2 separate regions of the Rattus norvegicus genome follow, and region 1 is linked to region 2. A link is a contact called in public Hi-C data. All regions are on one chromosome and are shown on one strand. Each heading gives the region's core, a stretch centred on a gene start, on an enhancer-like site or on the middle of the called end of the contact. The rest is flanking DNA. Distances are from core to core; before and after follow the strand shown.

Region 1 (7,035 bases), core at 949-3,448, 370 kb after region 2:
TGAATATCAGTGTTCATACATTAACCAGGAACAACGACAATAACAACAACAACAATAACAAAAACAAACAAAAAAACAGCCTTTAAATGGCTTTTGGCATATAAAGTATACTGTAGACTGGCGGCATGGCTCAGTGGTAGAACATCTACCTAGCATGCACAAAGCCGTGGGTCTGATCCTCAGTACTGCCTAATGAGCACATTCTAATTCTATAGAATCGTTTGCACATTTAGACTGCTGCTTGCACTCATCATGAACTTTGGTGCCCTCAAGCTTAAAGGCACGTTTCATACTTGTTTACTCAAATCTCCAGGTGCACCTTCTTACAAGCTAATAATAATCCTTATCTTCTTCAGTCATCTAGAGTGCACCAGGGATTCGAGAGGAAGAAAAGATCCACGTGGGTCCTCACAGGGACCCCCAAAGCTATAGCATGAAACTCCTTTAAAATTTACCATCAAACCAAATTAAAATGTTTGCTGAATTAAATCTATTACAAGCAAATATTATACTAGAGAAAGCAACAGATCTATGTGTAGCCTTTCTGTTATATATACATACATAAAATCACATTTACCAGATGGCCAATAATTATTAGGGCATTATAGCACAAACCCTGTATGTACTGATTCACTAGCTGATAGTTTGGACACATTTCAATGAGATCATTAGATGACTCGGATGGTCTTCGTAAAAGTGTGCTCTGGTCTTTCCACTGGCTTTCTGAAGACAAGAGTTAAGAATTCTTCTGCACCCTTCTTTGTGATCTTGCCTTTAGGATTTGTGTTGTCTTCCTTGGCATAAATGAAGCGCTCTTTAAGCCTTTGCTGTACTAACCGTCCTCAAAAGAATTCAAAATGGCGGCACTTCCTCTCACGCTCTGCTCCATTTCAGTCAGGGTTCCTGCACGGCCCCAGAGACGGAGAGGTGACTGAACAATATTTTCAAGTGTAATGAAAAGTTCAGCCAGTCTTTCTAGATGGTCTACCAATCACACCTCTGAAGAAAGCATCTTCAGGACTGACTAACTTCAGCTTCGGACAGCAAGCTGCTCTTTAATTCCTTTTAGTTTTGGAAGGGATATAAAATCTTGTCTATTAAATCTTGAAAGTCAAAATCAGAGTGGATCCTGGGGAGCAAATCTTAGTACTTGGGGTCAGAGACAGGAATGTTCATAAGTTTATGTCCAAGTTCTAGCAAGTGCTAAGTAACAACATCCTCTCTAAAACAAACACAGAAAACCTAGCAGAAGAGGCACACAGACAAAAATCTGAAAGTTAAGTGGTACATATTGAAGGAGGAGGAGGAGGAGGAGGAGGAGGAGGAGGAGGAGGAGGAGGAGGAGGAGGAGGAGATAAAAGACGAAGGAAAGTGTAAACGAAAGGAAGAAAGACAGACAGAAAGACAGAAAGACAGAAAGACAGAAAGACAGAAAGACAGAAAGACAGAAAGACAGAAAGACAGAAAGACAGAAAGACAGAAAGAAAGAAAGAAAGAAAGAAAGAAAGAAAGAAAGAAAGAAAGACTCCCAGAGCAATGTGGGGCACAGTGTAAACTGGTAAAGATCTTGAGTGAAGCAATGCAGATGGGAACCTATCACCCTTAGAACTTGCCAGGAAAGCCCTCAGAACTGGTGCTCAGCCGTTACTGAACGGCTGTGTGCAATAGCTTTGATGTTGCCCCAAGGGACCCTGCCCTCTTGCAACACTTTTCTAAGTCACTGTGAAAACCACACAACACAACGTTAATTGTTAATTGCCTAACAGACTCAGAATTTCTCTGGTTTCACTTTGCACCCTGAAGGTAGTTACAGCAATAGAGCTCCTCCCGGGAGATTTAAATTTTCTTAAAGCATTTTTTTTTTTTTTTTTTAGGTTTTCCGAATTCAACACTAAGGTGTTTTGTTTCCAGCAACATAAAATTTAGCAACTCCTTCCTTGCTCTCCTTCTCCAGAGCAGGAACAGAACTGCCTAGATCCTTAGAGAAAGACCCTCACCAGCCACAGAGCAGCATCTGGGATTCCTAGAGTAGGTGGGTGGCTGCAGTGGCTGAGCCGGTGATTCAGGGGCGGGGCTTGGTAAACTCAGGAGGCGGGGCTTGGCGAGCTCAGGAGGCGGGGTAATTAATAAAAAATTAGCCTGAAAGAGGGTGGTGCCAGCGCGGGTCCTCTTGGTGAAAAGTCCCAGAGGTGGGCAGGCTCCGCAGGACAGCTAGCAGCGCTTCCTCCTGGGATTCAGGTGGGTGCAAGACAAGGGGTTCTGCATGGCCACGGTGCTGCTCCCAGTCTAGGAGTGGGTGTTGGGTGCAAGGGGCCAGTGGGTGGCAGGTGTAAGGCTAGAGAGTGACTGTGTCTGTCTGAAAAGCCTTTGTTCCCTTTAGCTGTTTAAATGTCCTCCCCCGCACCGCCCCATTTTTGTGGCCTGCTCTAAAAGAGAATTATGCCTTTCTGTTCTGGCATTAAATTTTTTCTTTCTGCAACTCTGAGAAGAAACTTGGGAGCACGTGTCTTTTCATGTTTAAGAGATGGTTTTCTTATTTTCAAGCCCAAAGTAGCATTCCCTTTGAAAGGGTCTCTTGATCTTGAGGGGAGGAAAAAAAAACGCATGCAAGTTGTATCAAGATGAGAAGCCACTGAGGTTTCAGCAACTTCTGTCCATTCCTAGGGGGATAAAACCCTACAGTGTCCCTGGTGACTCGGACATGCAGGCCTTTCAGCTTGTTGAAAGGCTGTTTGCTTTTCTAGATTCTCCTTTGGTAGGCAAGAGAAATCTCTAGAAGCCTTTAAAATAATACTTTTGATGTCACAGGACTTAAAGATTGAGGAGTGCATGCTTCGGTGTGACTGTAGTCAGTTAACCAAAAGTGCTGATGGTGCAACCCTTGGGAGGCTGCTTCCGGGAGCCGCCCTCCCCTGTGTCCGCCATAATCTGGCTGCAGCGAGAATCTGTGCCTGGGAATCTGATCATGCATATATTTCTTTTTTTCCCCCCTCTGTTGCATCCTTCTTTTCTGTGATCACAATAAATGTGTTTGCTGTTTTCAGTCGGTTCAAAATTGAAGAGTCATGGCCTTGTGGCTTCGTGCCCAGACTCTCGGTGTTTCACAATAGTGTGCAGAGAGGGCACATGGTTTTGAGAAGAAAAGAACTTTGCTTTTCTTGGCCGAGGGCCCATGAGGAGAAAGAGGAGTGTTTCTCAACTGGAGATAGCACTAGGGGAAAAAATAAGGCAACGGGAGTTACGGGAGGAGCTTCCAGGAGATAACAGCGCTGGACAATTCCTGGCATGGAGAGTAGAGAGTTCAGGAATCACAGGTTGAGGACAGGACTCCAGCCTGGTGGGCTCTCCAGTCTCTACTGTGCTTCCTGGGCTTATTCAGACCCTACCCACGCTTCTTTTCTTAAAGTAGAGGGACATCAGTTCTGTGGTGGAGTCTTTCATCCCAAGCTGGCTCCAGTCAACTGGCAGGCATCCCTTTGCTCTCTCCTGACAGCCATCCTGGGTCGATGAAGAGAACCCTGTGTGGCAGTGGCAGTCCTGGGAGAGGACCTAGGGCTTAGAGGGTAGACTAGCAGGCCAGGCAACCCGTAGCTACAAACACTTTGGAAAGCAGAGCCCCACTGTTTTAGGCTCTCGGTGAAAGGTTTAGCCATCAGCATCATGAGACTTGACACTTGTCAGCTTTTGCTGTCTTCAGCTTCTGGCAGAGGTCAGGGAAAGGCAAACTGAGCAAGCGGCAGTTGGGAGTACCGTCTACTGCTGCGTCTTCTGCAGTCTCGAGTTCTGGTCCTCTTAGCCCCACAGCAACAGTGGACAGCTCTAGGGTTGATGACGGTGTCTTCCTCAGCGTTGACAAGGGTTAGTGTTCTAGCCTCTGGCCTTGGACTTGGGAGTCTGGACAGCGGCTCCTGCAAGTGTTTCTGAGTTCAGCGTCTGGAGTTTCTGCCTTTGGTTCTTGCTGTCTTTGTCATGCCTACTCCACATTGGTTCTGCCCCAGTGGCCACAGCTATTGTCCTGCTGCCTTGGGACTCAGTGGTCTCCCTTGGCTTACCAGGCAGGCCGCTGTGCTAATGGTGAACAGCTCACACAGTCAAGAAACCAGGTGTGAAAATGGAGGCTTGTAACCCCAGCACTTGGGAGGCCGCTGTAGGAGTGTAGTGAGTTTGAGGCTAATCCGGCCTCCATCTTAAGACTCCATCTCAAAAGACCACACGCACAATACAGACAATAAAAGGTTATTCAAGAGAAGGCTTTTGATGCTGTCATACCAGGAACCAACACAGAAGGTGCCTCTATATTGGCTTACAAAGTAGTCCAGGAAAGGAATGTTGGCACAGATCACAGCGGGCATTCTTAAATGAAGGGCAGGGCTGTGTTCCCACCCATTGTGGAATAGTCCCCCGTGCAAATGAGAAGCTCCGTTTGCCCCAATCGCAGCAGTCCACGTGCAAAGATAAGACTGTGTTCACCAGCCAGGCTCCCGTTGGGCTCCCCTCTCATCTGCGAAGGTTTTGAGGTTTCCAGAATTCACCCGGCTTGTGGTGACTAAGCATGGCTGGGACAAGGCCTTCCGGAGCCAGAGATGTGCGTTGGTAGCAAGCAGCTGTGGTGCTGTGTTGCTTACTTGATGTGTCCTCAAGTAAAGTCCTCAGATGCAGGTCCTGGGTGACTGACTGATGGTCTTGTGACGCAGGCAACCTGGGAGGTCTACAGCTGCCAGTAGGAATTCAAATCACCCTATCCACCAACACGTTTGCTCACATATGAGAAAATAAATAACAGTGGGGACTTACTAAAGTTAATACTGATGTTAACAGTGTTTATCAGGGTTTCAATATGGTTAACAGCTTAATAGCACTCAAGGGAGAGGTGTGTCCCTCACCTGTCTGACAGGGAGGTCTGGTATAACAAGCCTTTTGAAAATCCTTCTATGATGTCCTTACTGATTAAAACTCTGCCACGGTGAGAGCATCTTTATCAAGAACTCGCCTGGCACCAGTGGTTATTAAAGTGCCTCACAGTCACTTAATGCACACAGAACAATCTTCTGAGGTAGGATTCTCCAGTATCATTGTTTAGGGTGTGGTGGTGCACGCCTGTAATCTAAACTTCAGAGGTTGCGGCAGGATGATCAGGAGGTCAGGGCCAGCAGGGGCTACATTGGAAAACTTGTTTTACAGGTACGGTAGTTCAGTTAGTTTCTGCCTGGTTGGTGGTCTGTTGAAATCTGCTGGAACCCCAGGCTACTTCCAGAATCTGTGTGAACTCAGTATCCCTGTGTTCTTTCAGGGCATAGCCAACTTCACACCGTGGGACTGGGCGTGCTGCCAGTCAGGATCAGGATAGCGGAAGGGATGGGTGATTACAGGAAAATTCATCCTTGTAATTATGTTTCATTTAATTTATGATCAAAGACCTTGATCCCTCGATTTACTAATCTGTCTGTCTATCTATCTATCTATCTACCTACCTATCTATCTATCTATCTATCTATCTATCTATCTATCTATCTATCTACCGACCTACCTACCTTCCACCTCCTGGACCCTTCCCTAGCAGCAAGCTTTCAGTGAGTTTTTCCTCCACAGAGCCTTGGCATTATTCCAGTTTTGATTAGGTGTACCAGGCTCACGACAAAGAGAAAAGATCCAGAATTATATTGCTTTCCCTTATGTTGTCAATGCTGCCTATTTCTCAGTGTCCTTACCATTACTCCCCACGATATGCTTCCCCTATATGTGGGAAGTGGGAAATGTCTGAGAGAGGAGACTCACAGGCCCATGGCATAGACATGGCCTAGACTTGGTGCTGACTGGTCTCCCAGACTCACAGGCCTGAGGAGTTAGCCTTCATCCCAAGCAACCCCACCGTGTCAGCTTCACGTGTATGGTTTGCAGATGCAGAAACCCCTCATTGCCCTTTCGTTCCGACTGCTGATACTCCTGCATCTTCCCACCAGAAGGTGGAAGGTTCCTGATTTTTCTCTCCTCCGACACTGATTTCCATCAATGAAAAATCAATCAATCAATCAATCAATCAATCATTCAAACAAACAAACAAACACACAAAAAGCTAAAACCTTTCTGAACTTCTTGTTCCAGTGTCTAATAAGCTTTGTTCTGGGGAAAAAAAAATCACAGAGGCTTTTATTTTGAAGGTATTAAAAAGTAGAATTTTCTACTTGATAAACTTCCTGAGCTTTTTTTTTTTCTTTTTAGAAAAATTAAAGTCCTTGTTGTATTTCTTCAGATCTATGTTCAGAGGCAAGGACCATAGGGATTCTTTATTAAGCTAATTAACTTTACAAGAGCTCTGAAGGATAGGGCATTTTACCATGACTTTTATTCCCCCAATACCAGAGCAATAGCAGATATATTAAAAAATACGGAAAGTATTATCTTGCACCGAGATAACACGCTATGCTTTCAAGAGCATGAACTCGTAGACGTGGATCGATCAACTCTCTGTCATACGTGGAATTTAAAAATAATCTAGGGCACAGTGAACCCTTTATTTCGTGAATTTCATCCAAGTGTAGATAAAAAAAAATGCATCTGGGTTGAAGCTGTACAGAAGGTTTTCTCCTCACTGATTTCTAATCAGCTCTCCATAGCAATTTGTGTGGCTTGTAGGTGGTATCCAGTATTACAAATGGTGACAGATGTGTCCTGGTGTCATTTCACACCAAAAACTAATTGGGAAGGAAGGGGTTTGTTTAGCTTACATTTTTGGATCACAATTTGTAACTGAGGGATGTCAGGGTGGGGACTGAAATAGGAGTTGTAAAGGCACTCCTCTCTCTGTGTGTCTCTTCATCTCTGTGCCTGTCTCTCTGTCTCTCTGTGTCTCTGTCTCTGCATCTCTCTGCCACTTGGTCTCCCTTTCTCTCAGCTTTCTTGTTCAGCCCTGACCTACCTGCTTAAGGATGGTGCTGCCTATAGTGGACTGGGCTCTCCCACTCATCAATGAACACTTCCTCACACACACACAGGCCAATCTGGTTGTGGCAATCTCTCAGCTGAAGTTCCCACTTC
Region 2 (6,864 bases), core at 3,760-6,259:
TCCATGGCAAAAGAGACTTAATAAGTGAAGTACATTATAGGAAGCTTAAGTGTGAGTGTGTAAGCATTCGCTCCCGAGTTCCAGGCTCGTGCACGTGGACAGGACTGATGGGCTCCCTCATACGCTCAGGAACAGGTACTTAAAGGTTCCCGAGACAGTTTATAGCCATGAAGGGAGGCAGAGAGGGCTTCCTGCATAAGGGACACTTACATGCGAGGAGACCGCAGGACGGACAAGGTGGCTGGTGAGGATGGACAGGAGGGCTCAGCAGAAAACAGAAGAAAGGCAAGGGAAGCAGCGTGAAGGATGTCTCTGTCCAGTCTGAAGAGTCAGGGTGAGATGAGGTGAGAGGCTAGGCCAGCCGGCTCCTGGTTTGCTCTGTTACAACCTTGATCGTTTTATAAACTAGGAGAGTGAAAAACCTTTGATCTGAATGAAGGTCTAGATGTAAAATTAGGAAATTGTCTTGATGTATAGTGTGGAGAAAGAGTTAGACTAGGGACAATAGATTCAAGGTTAGTAGCCACAGGACAGACACCAAGAACAGAAGGAAGGTGGGCTTGTCTTAGATGCATAATGGCTAGATTGGAAGATTGGTCATTACTTGTCTTGTAACTTGGGGCGGTAAGAAGAGTTGACCGCAGATTCTGAGGCTAACCCCCGCTTTGGATGCTATTAGAGCCTGCCCCCAGAAGCAGTGCTTAATGGTTATGATTTTAATTACATGCCCTTGATACTAGGAATTGATTACTAAAGGAAAGGACAGGACCCACAAAGGCATGCTTTTAATTAGATGCTGACTGGATAGTTGGAGTCAGCCGAAGTTTATCCCGAAAGGACAGGGATTGGGGTTGGACAAGGATGTGAAGACCAAGAACGGGTGACTGTGTCTAAGCTCTGCCCAGGGGTTTGGTGGCCGGAGTCCTGGGGTAGTGTGATGTTCAGTAGCATTTCTATTTTCTCATTCTCGCCACAGCATGCTTGAAAAGACCCTTCTATTTATCCCTCCTTGTACAGAAGTGTAGATTTCCTTCTTCCTTTATTAAATCTGCTATGGCTTTGTCTTTTAAATGCAGAAGAGATTGCTTCAGAGAATTCAGATTCCATCTATTCGTCAACTCCTGAAGTGAAGGCCTGAGCAGCGTCAGACGTGTGCCGCAGATGCCATGCAGTTGATGGACTGAACAAGCAGAGACCGGCATCGGCCTTCAGTTACTCTGCCTGTGGCAAAGGGGACAGACTGTTGGGGCATGGATTGCTCCAGTGCACGAACCACTACAGTGTTGCCTGTGAGGGAACTGGCTGAGCGTGCGGTGCAGGCAGGAGGAGTCTGTTCACCTAGTGCCTGCCAAAGCCTGCTGCCGTGATGAAAAGCCAACTTAGTGTCCACTTTACCCCAGATCTCCTGTAGCTGTTTCTGTCATGGAGAAGAAAAATATATTGGCCTATTTTTCTGACATTTCCCTTGAAGAATGCCTTTTTTTCTCTGCTTAGTTGTGAAGAAGAGGAAATACATGATAAAGTAACTGGTTTGATCTCTTTCATTGTACACTGACGGCTTCTGGACATCTAATTTTTTAGTTATCTAAATAAAATGCCTCTAAAACAATAATTTTCTGTTTCTTTGGGAAATTCTGACATGCTTGAATATTAAAACTAAATATTCAGAGTTTTCTGTATCATCCACAGCCAGCAGTGGCAAAAGACAGTTTAGTTAGAGCCTGAACTAAACATTTCCTAATTTTGAAATTCAATTATTTAAACTTGAAACTTTCCTATCTTTTGCTAGGTGTTCATTTATCTTCCGGAAGGGTAGAATTGCTTTTCTTGTTTAAACATGCATGTTAGTTACTAAAAAGAAAAGCAATTAGGAAGACAGGTAAATAAGCGGAAGTCCCAGTTGTTCTGAAAACCGCTGTCCGCAGTCAGACATCTGCTTGGTTGTACAAATACCCACATGACTGTGAAACTGGGTTAATCATTAATTTGAAGTAGTTTATGATGTATCAGACTTTATCACATTGAAATTTGGGTCATTCAAAAAGTCAACCTTTAATACATTGGATCAGTTGAATAAATTTGTAGTTTATTATTTTATAATATGAAGAGATTAAATTAGTAATTTGGAAATAAAGATGAACAGCTTGCATTAATTTGCTTTCTTCTAATTTGTCTTTTGAGTGACCTTTAATACTTTGATTAGAAAAAAGCTTTGGCTGGTTTGTGACAACCAGAAGGCGGCACTACAAGCAGCGGCTGGGGAGCCAGGGGGACGCCTGTCACAGACGCTGATGAGCCTCAGGCAGTGGTGTTCCTGTGTCCATGTTTAACATGCTTGGTTCTCTGCTCTGTAGCAGTACTGTTAATGTATCAAGATTAGACTGAGAGTCTGACCCTAAATAAAGTTGAATGCATCTTTTATAATGGAAGTTGCTTGAGTTCATGAAATTAATAAAATAAGGGCATTTCTTTTTGTGCCATTGGTTTCCTGTTGCTGCAGCAAGTTCGTAGCCCGAGCCAGCATGCTTACTAAGGGACTGCAATGTCCCGAGGCTGAAACAAGTCTCACTTGAATAAGGTCCAGGTGCTGGCAAAGCTGCATTCTGTCTGGAGTCACCAGGAAAAGCTTTGCCCTCAGCTGCTAGAAGTCATCGTGGCACTCGCCTTCCCTCAGCTAAACCTGCTTCTCAAGCTTCTTTAGTGACTGTCGCTACCTTAAATCCAGGTGCTCAAATGAAAAGGCCTGGATGACCCTACATGCCTGTTCGAGTCCTACATCTGGCTGTGCTTATCCTGGGAGCTCTCCTAGATCTGTTCAGGGCTTCTCTTCTGTTACTTCCTCCTCAGGCTGCCCACGGTTCTTGGATGTTGCAGTCTACTACACCCTGCCTTTGCCTGGTTCTCAGCCTTGCAGTCTGCATTGTAGGAAAGGCTTTAGAATTTGAATCTTAAGGAGGTTGGGTCACTTGGTTTGGGTGCTGGTATTTAATCCCTTGATAGTGTGCCAGTTTTCTCATAGCCTGTTGAAACTTTCATTGGGGCTGAAGCTTCCAAGTAAAAAAGCGCGGACTGGAGACTCAGCCTAGTCAGTAAAGGGTGTGCTGTGCGGGTGTGAACATCTGAGTTTGCTTCCCCAGCAGCCACGTACAAAGTTGGACATGCTACTACATACATGTACACTTCTGAAATCCCCGGGCCATAGGTGATAGCTACATATTACAAGATTGCTTGGTCATCGTGGCCAGGGCAAATCTGTAGGTTTTTGTGTTGAGATGTGAATATTTTGGCTATGCATGATGTTGGTGTTCTTGGTGGTCTAGTGGGTTTCAGATAAACTCCAGGCTTGTAGTGCCTGCTCTTAAGTTTTGCAGGGTAAGTGAAAATAACAATGGTATTGTGAAAATGATCTAGACACATCCAGAATACTTAGAAGTAGTTGCGTATGGGCTAGACTACATGGTAGCTCTGTGGGGGAAATAAACTGGCTTCTATCTAGATAAGTAATTGTGTATCTGACACTACCTTTAATAGCTTCCATTTATCATGTCCTCACATATTTATGAACCATGCAACTTTGCATGCAAACCTATTTTGATCACCTAGTTTTGCAGTAAGTAGACTATAATGTCCTAGAACCTTCTAGTCATTGTGTAGAATTGAAATATGAATGGTTCGAGTTCATTAGAGCCCTCTCTACCAGATTGCTGCTCAATTCTCAAAGTTTGGGTCTCTGGGTATATGTACATCTCTGGCAGGACTTTCTGGGATGAAAATGCTTTCATACATCTGAAAACACTAGAGCAATTGATTCATTAGACAAGCTGGTAGCTCAGACTTTGAGCTCAGCAAAGTTCCATGTGCATATAGATACAATGGCTAGTGCCCTGTGCTGTGAACCTAGAGTAATTCAGAGAAACCAGGCTGAAAAAAAAATCAGAATCACAGAATCTCAACTTTAGAAAGCCAAGAAATTGGCTGGATCCTCTCTTCAGATAAGGAAAATGAAGTTCACAAAGGCCAGTGATGTGTCCTAGGTTACATATTCAATTATTCATAGAACTAAGTTAAAAACATCTTTTCAGAAGTTGAGAGTGCTTGTACTCCTTAAGACTTCAGTATGGTTCCCAGCTTATAACTAAACGTGGTCCAGAGGGTCCTGTTCTGGCCTCTGCAGGTACCTGTACACATGTGCTGTCCATACATACATACGTGTGTATACACAAAGATGAAAATAACATGTTTTTTAAATGGAAGAAACCAAGCCTTCTACTGCATGTGGCATCCGCCTGTAATCCCAGCAGTGGGGAATCTGGGCAGGAGATTTAACAAAGCAGTCTCTGGGCCAGTCGTATTTACAGAGCGAAATTTCTGTCTAAAAACAAAACGAAAGGGCTGGAGAGATGGCTCAGCTGATGAGAGCACTGATTGTTCTTCCAGAGATCCTGAGTTCAACTCCCAGCAAACACATGGTGGCTCAACAACCATCTGTAATGGGATCCGATGCCGCCTTCTGGTGTGTCGGAGGACAGCAACAGTGTATTCACATGCATAAATTAAATCTTAAAAAAAAAAACAAACCAAAAACGAGAAACCAGGTCTTCCAAGCTTATGTTCTAGCTGCTCTTTCATCGAGCCCAGACTAGAAATCACAGCGTGTTCTAGGTCCTAGAGTACCTTGGCTGTCACCTGAGGGCTCCGGAACACTGCCCACCATTCGGGTCCAAGGCTGCAGTGCTCTGCCCATGCAAGAAGGAATCCAGTCCTGCCACTCACATGATCCTACAGCTAAAGTTCCTAAGACTCACTCTGTCTAGCTCAATTGGCAATGTAAGCATAATGGAGCTGGGGCGTGCTCAAGTCATGTGCCTGATCCGGAAGGACAGGGAACAGGTAATGTCCGGGTTGGGAGCCAAGGCCAAGAGCTAGCTCAGAGACAGGACTAAAGGGGCGTGGTTCTAGAGGGCGTGGCTTGTGAGGGGCAGAAGGGGCGTGGCTCAGGGCGGGCATTTGGCAGGAAGGAGGAAGACCAGGCCTGTGTGGCGCCCTACCCTGGTGCAAGAGTTACCTTTCAGCTGTGGCCGCAATGGCTGCTCACTGCCGGGGCACAGAGCTCGGTAAGGGCCGGCGGGTTACGCTCCTCTTCGCCAGGTTGGGGGTGTGGGTGCCCAGGGCGGTCCCCGGAGAGCGGAGTCGTGAACTGAGGCAGAACCCCGGGACAGCCCTGCCTTGCTGTCTTTGCAGTTTTTCCCTTTAAGCGGAAGCAAGGAAGGATTCATTAGATCTTTCCACTTTAAGCTCTGTGGTCGCAGAAAACAAACCCCTGCGAAAAACCTGAGGGAGTATTTGTGCCATTTACAGCCGGATTCACGTAGCCATTCCCAAAATTGACTGCGCTGGTGGAAGAGTGGTCATGGCCTTCCGCTAAAAGTGATTTTAGACCCTTACACAAAATGTCCTTTTTAAAACTATTTTTCATCTTATTGATGCTAGTTCAGATATTTCTGGGGGAAAAAAGTCTGTAATTCAAACGTGGCAAAAAACGTGACTGAGCCAAATGTCAACGATTTAACTTTGTATGATAGTTTGCTTCATATCCTGGACCCTCTTAGTCGTGCGATTTGGGGTAAATTACTCACTTTGTGCTTACGTGCCGGCATCTGTAAAGTAGTTATTAGGAAGCTACTTCTGTCTGAAGGTGGTTTGGATAGTGTGAGGACAGGATACTCAGAGCTTCCAGTGGATTTCTCTGCATTTACTGCTGATAAGCAACGATAAAAATTGGGTAAAGTTCTCTTCTTAGGGGCTGATTTTGCGTAGTTATAACACATGGTTACTCTTTTCTCTTCAAAAGGGACTTGCTCCACGAATAATCAGTCTAGACTTTAAAGACGTTTAGAATTGCATGCTCGACAGGTAGCTTCTGTACCAGGTTCACCTCAATGAACTCCTTCCAACAGACGGTGGCTTACACTTTATCCCTTAAACGTTAGCTGCGATCCAGCGTACCCTGGATTGGAAGAGTGAAGATGGGGGCTAAAGGTTGAGGCTGAGGTGTGTCTGCATCTTTGTACAATGTCTCTCTTTTAAAAGTTTCACAGTTGCCTTTCGGGTGATGCAATTAAAGCGTTTTTACTTTGCTGTTGCACATACCTGTAACTCCAGCATCCGGCGTGAGCAGGCCGGCCTGGACTACATCGGAAGAACTTCTCTCAAAAAAAACCCAAAAAACAAAAAACAAAAAAAAAACCCAAAAAACTACCAAAACCCCACCTTTCGTGTGTCTCAAAATAACAGTGTAGAAATTAAGAGTTGCTATTTAGAATAGTAGTAAATGTGTGCTCACGCCTCCAACAAAAGCGGATACTTTTTACCATTCTTGTTAAAATCAGGTGGAGCGCAAGAGTCCTTATCAGCTGGGAACGGCTCGAATCTAAACTGCTAAAGTAAATCACGTGAATTATATATGTACTATGAAAAAAACTCTTCTGTCTTAATTTCAACACGGCCTCAATTGATGGTTTTTGAGTTTTTTTGTTGATTAAAAACATCTTAATGTTTTTTATGAACGCTACCTTTTAAAAAGAAATTAGTTTTATTTAAACACATTCATATTAAATTTTTTTAGCAAAATGCAGTTATCACCAGGTGGATTGTAGACTTCATTAGTCATTGTCATTTATAATTTTTTCTATTTTACTTTTAAGTGTGAGTTTTGTCTATACATGTCTCTTTACCATGTACATGCAATGCCTGTTGAGGCCAGAAGAGGGCATCCAATCCCCTGGGATTGGAGTTTCTGATGGTGTATGGCTGCCCGGTGAGAGTTGAACTCAGGTCCTCTCAGAGCTCTTGACTGCTGAGACA

Evidence for each region. Hi-C and Micro-C count contacts between places; a contact is called where the count stands out from the background.
Region 1: a Hi-C map of liver shows a contact between it and region 2, with 2.1 times the contacts expected there. The contact joins the promoter of Mgst1 here to the promoter of Dera in region 2.

What each region holds. Positions count from the first base shown.
Region 1 is chr4:172,758,732-172,765,766 of GRCr8, forward strand. It overlaps Mgst1 (microsomal glutathione S-transferase 1), which reads left to right and starts at 2,199. Exons shown (of 4, transcript NM_134349.3): 1 at 2,199-2,238.
Region 2 is chr4:172,389,962-172,396,825 of GRCr8, forward strand. It overlaps Dera (deoxyribose-phosphate aldolase), which reads left to right and starts at 5,010. Exons shown (of 9, transcript NM_001399006.1): 1 at 5,010-5,114. The coding sequence starts at 5,084. LOC103692250 (a long non-coding RNA gene) reads left to right here and starts at 6,077. Exons shown (of 3, transcript XR_010066295.1): 1 at 6,077-6,864. Strap (serine/threonine kinase receptor associated protein) reads left to right here. Exons shown (of 10, transcript NM_001011969.1): 10 at 1,077-1,612. The coding sequence ends at 1,138.